Linked DNA regions of Danio rerio: region 2 is linked to region 1. Evidence: chromatin contacts called from public Hi-C data. All regions are on one chromosome and are shown on one strand. The core of a region is the stretch at or near the end of the contact, and the rest is flanking DNA. Distances in the headings are between cores, read along the strand shown.

Region 1 (2,700 bases), core at 123-2,622:
TTGTACTGACCTTGATAAATTGCATCATTATGGAAACGAGCTGCTGCCTCGATGCTCTTTACTTTATGCATTTGATTACCTGCAGATCTTTCCTCTCTAACTCCTATTATTAAAAAGAAAACACGCTGGGATTGCTTTATGAACAAAGAAAAACTGAACCTCAGTTCAACACCTTTTTAACTAATGTCAAGAACCATTTCTCAGGGGTGGATTTAACCAATAAGCAAGGTAAGCGGCTGCTTAGGGCCCCAGGAAATCTGGGGGCCACCAATAAATATCTAGAAGAATAAATTATACCTGTAAACAATATATAACATTACCCAGAGATGGATTGTGGCTGGAAGGGCATACACTTTGTAAAAACGTGCTGGATAAGTTGCCGGTTCATTCCGCTGTGGCGACCCCGAATTAATAAAGGGACTAAGCTGAAAAGAAAATGAATGAATGAATAAATATATAACATTGTTTTCTATCATATTTTGTATGGTGAGAGTCAAACTATAAAAATAACATTAATATTATTATTATAATCTAATGTTATGTAATAAATTATTATAATAATAATATAATAAAATAAAATAAAATTTAATTATTACATTTGCACAAATTTGTCCACCACCCCCCAATCATAGAGCAGTCCAGCAGTCAAATTTATTTAAAAAATAAAAATAATAATTATATATATATATATATATATATATATATATATATATATATATATACACACACACACACACACACACACACACACACACACACACACACACACACACATATCTTATTTTAGTTAATAAAATTTTACATTTTAAGAAAATTATTCATTTAAAAAGTAGAGATTGCATTAAGATGGAACATAGAAAAGACATTTTATGTAATATAAATAAAAACACATAATTAAACAAAATTTAAATAAAAGTATAAAGAGTGTATTTTAGGTCTGATGGACCCCAAAATGTCCCAAAACACCATTAAAATGTGCTGGTTTTAATGAGTGGCAATGTTTTGAAATTATTATTATTATTTGTTAACTTTAAGACATCTGTGATAGCCTAGATTATTTTAGTTTTTTTTCAACGGAGATATAAAATAAAACTAAGACAATTCTGTGAGATTATGCTTTATTTGGTCGGAAAAATGACATTTCATATGAATGTGATCACATTGAGATGCATTGATTCATTTTGGAGCTCTAGTGGATTCTAGTTTGCTTGAATGTACTTTTAGTGAAAAAAAAAGTAGAATGGGTGCATTTTAGAAATGGACTGGAATTGCTTAGGACCCTCAAATCACTATATGCTCACCTATTTTGGGAGGCTTGAGACTCACACAGAAATCAAGGTAAGCACCCCCTGCTGGTGTAAATAACACAGTACAGTAGACTTAAACCTGCTCAGCTTCAGTACAGTTGCAACGTGAAAGCAGTCGGCAAACTACCACCCACACTGAGTATGTGGAAAGGTCTGTTTACTTGAGGAAAGCACACAGAACACTGATGTGCTCGATAGCATCCAAAACACAAATATGATACGGCCAGTGTTTGTCCAGAGTGTTTCAGTCCCCTTAGGAGCAAAGGAAATCCTATTATGTGATAGAGGGAGGTCATAGCGGTCAAAATGTTTTGTTTTTATCATGAAGCTGTTCACTTTGTTCTGACAATGTCTTGTGGTATGAGAATATAGGTGAACGAGGAAATTGGCTTATTTCATAAAATCGCATTACTATTTCTGTTATAGGCTACATTTCTTTTTTGGCATAGAGCAATTAAAAATTAAACTGACAGTATGTCCATCTTTCAGGCAGTGACCCTGGTCTCAAGCACTTTAGAATCCCCGTTGCTTGTTTATTTTTCCAGAAGAGCAGGAATGTTGAGATTCAGCCTTATTGTAACATCAATTTATTTCTGTTCTTGAGATTTAAAAAAAAATACAAGATGTTTTTCTATTTTTACACACACACACACACACACACACACACACACACACACACACACACACACACACACACACACACACACACACACACACACACACACACACACACACACACACACACACACACACACACACAGGAAGTTCACCTCATAAAAAAATACTACACCATTTACTGTGCCTAAATTGATTTCAAACCCTAAAGAGTTTTTTCTTTCTTCTGTTAAATACAAAATAATATATATATATATATATATATATATATATATATATGTATATATATATATATATATATATATATATATATATATATATATATATATATATATATATATATATATATATATATATATATATATATATATATATATATATATATATATAATATAGTATTATATATATATATGCCTGGTGCTTCCTGGGGCGGATTTACTAATAAGCAAGGAAAGGGCTTTTTTGGGCCCCAGGACTTCTGGAGGCCCCCAATAAATATCTTGAAGTATAAATGATATTATTCTTGTCATATTTTGTATAGTGAGAGTCTAAAAAAACCCTTTTACGTATTAAATATTTTTTAATGTACAATAAAATATAATATTATAATAATAATGTAATGTTATGTAAATATAATAAAATGAAGTAAAAAAAACAAACCACCCTCAATCATGGAGCAGTCCAGCAGTCAAATTTATAAATATTAATTATTTTTTGTTGTAAATTCATTTTAAGAGATCTTTTATTTAAAATGTAAATCTTACATTAAGATAAATGA
Region 2 (2,700 bases), core at 165-2,664, 96 kb after region 1:
TCTTTAAAAATGGTCATTCTCTTTTTGTGCAAAAGTAATATTTGCATTGTTTGTAATATACTTATTCGTCTGTATTTTCATTGTAATGACCTGTTACTGCAATAAAAACAAAAAATCCAAATAACATAGTACTGTACCACATTTAATCTTTTTATTCTGCCCTCTGGTGAGAACTCAGAGACACTGCAGGAGGTTATTTATTGCTAACCTCAAGAAATTGTTTAACCTGCAAAGCCACCACATCTGCCGGGTTTCTGCACAACCCAGATCAGTCACGACAGCTTCTGATGCTAATCTGGAAGATGTTCAATGACGAGGTGACAAAAGAATTAGTCACAACCAAAAACAAGTTGTATTTCTTGGTAACATGAAATGCCATTTGTATGTGTAGGCCTATTTAATACTAAATATCAATATTTACTCCGAATGAACGATTAAAAGATACAACATCGGGCTATCACGTTTGAAAATCATAAGGTTTCTATCTTTCTTTCTTTTTTTTTACACAGCATTTGTATTTCAGGTATTGTCTATGATATGAGGCACTGCAAGCAGACCATATCATTTGCTGGGAAAACAGAACATATTGAGAATCTGGGCAATGTTGCCAACTTAGCAATTTTGCTGCTACTTTTCATACTAGCTAGCAACTTTTTTTTTTCAAACAGCAACTAGCAACAAATTTAGCAGTTTTTAACTGTCATTTGGCTACTTTTAGCTATTTTTAAAAAGTGACTCAAAGCAGTGGCTGCAGGCTTCACTCAGTAGAGTAAATCGCGAGCTCGATTGTTTTTCATAACCGTTAATTTACTGATATTTGTTAAATTGTTAACATGTGTAATTGTTGGTTATTTAGGTAGCAATTAATTCCAATAGTGCTATAACTATAAAGTTTCATTAAAATCTCAATTTCATACAAATCTGCTTTGTATCAGGCTTTTTAATTTAATAAATTTGTATTTTTGGAGCTGTGGTGTTGCCGCCTTTGATGAATAGTTAATTTGCACCTTTTGCGTTTTTTGGCTGAGCACATTTGGGATTTGCATGCTTTTGAACAGTTTTTCATACTAATCTAAATGGACATTTTTCAAACAAGGTTTTTGCTGAGATGGCCAATCAATCTGAGAAAACATTCATTATTTTGTATACTACATAAAGAGCTGTAGTTTTAAGTTGCGATTACGCAATGACGTCATCACGCTAAGTAATATGTTAATAAGAACCTATTTATTGATTAAATTCTGGATGTAATGTGTAAATATAAAGTAATACCTCCGACAGAGAGATACCGCCTCAGGGAGTAGAAACATGACGGGGTTTCTTGTCAGATACTACGTGATGACGTCACTGATATGCAAATTAGTGCTTGACGTCATCTGGCAACATTTAGCTACGGCCTTCGCCTCCATACCATACAGGCTTTAGCTACTTACCATCGGAAAAAGTTGGCAACACTGAATCTGGGCAATCAGTTTTGCTCTCAAGTCTGGCCATCTGGAAAGTACATTGTCTGGCTGCTACCCGAACTGACCTGATCAAGTTCAGATCAGGGTTAACAACACCCACATTCAAGGACACATAGAGGCAGCTTCTGTGTTCTCTCTCTGAGTATTGCTGACAGCTTTACTGCTGACAACATTATGTAAATACAGGTATTTGTACGAATTTTGTTTACACGTTTATTGTTTTTAAAAGTATTTTTAATTACTTCCCTAAGTTACAGACACAATTAGGGGGGCAATACGTGACGACACCAGAACCAATTATTCTACCCACGTTGTAGCTAACACTTAATCGACATACACAGAATAATACAATAGTCTTTTTATAATGACTGTATAGACCTTTTATTCATTTTTTTGTGCTATTGCTTTTGTAATAAATAAATCCGAATGAACACTGAATAACTCATGACGTCACTTCCGACTCTGAATAGTAAGGTCCACAAAGTGTTGTTTTCAGTAGCTACATTATTTAAAGTAACGTACTTGGTTAAGAACAACGTATTCCGTAATTTTGTTCACCGTTAGAACTGTTAGTAAGTAAATGAGTTTTGTTTTCTTTCTCAGTTTTATTTTTAACGTTGAAGTAACGTTGGAAATGTTGATTGAAAACGTGTGCAGATGAGCAAGTAGGTGAATGAGCAAATGAGGGACATTCATTTTTAATTTGAGAAAAACTGTTTTCTTATTATATTTTTTCACACTGGTTCAGTTTGGAGGTGTTGTTTTTTTATTTTTAATAATAACATTTCAAGAACTGTGTTAATCGTTTATTAAAGAACAGAAAAAAACTGTAGCTGAAAAACCCCAAGAACAACCCATGAAATGAAAAAGGGCGGTAATTTTGTACATCATTATACCCAGGAATGGAAGTTAGGTTATTTATTATTCATACATATACACTAGTTTGTAGAAAATCTTCAAAATTTGTAAAGGAATAGGCTAATTGAATCTCAAATACTGTAACTTTAATTATTGTATAACACTTTAATTATTATCATCATGTCGTTGGAAATCATTCAGATAATTATCTCACGTAGCTTTGCCACTTAGTTTGCTTTGTAAGCAAGACAAAACATTGAAATATACACCGACCTGACTAAAAATCAGCAAGAAGTAAAAAATACAAAACCTAATACAAAACTATACACATTTCATAATACATTCTACTATATTGCAAAAAAATAGCAGTTATTAT

Evidence for each region. A called contact is a pair of places that touch in the nucleus more often than the background predicts.
Region 2: a contact with region 1 is called in a Hi-C map of embryo, with 2.3 times the contacts expected there. The contact joins the promoter of ppp4r4 here to the enhancer-like site in region 1. A contact is called at or near these places in 2 of 18 Hi-C or Micro-C datasets (caudal fin and embryo).

Annotation. Positions count from the first base shown.
Region 1 is chr20:29,919,964-29,922,663 of GRCz12tu, forward strand. It overlaps si:dkey-85n7.8, which reads left to right. Exons shown (of 2, transcript NM_001386316.1): 2 at 1-37. Among named protein-coding and RNA genes, the nearest start is that of si:dkey-85n7.8, 6.5 kb to the left of the region's middle. Within about 2 kb of position 1,373, at least 6 of the 62 cell types and tissues checked have an H3K27ac peak or open chromatin away from gene starts, as enhancers often do.
Region 2 is chr20:30,016,336-30,019,035 of GRCz12tu, forward strand. ppp4r4 (protein phosphatase 4, regulatory subunit 4) reads left to right here and starts at 1,415. Exons shown (of 25, transcript XM_073933301.1): 1 at 1,415-1,652. It overlaps asb2a.1 (ankyrin repeat and SOCS box containing 2a, tandem duplicate 1), which reads right to left. Exons shown (of 11, transcript XM_691298.11): 11 at 2,258-2,700.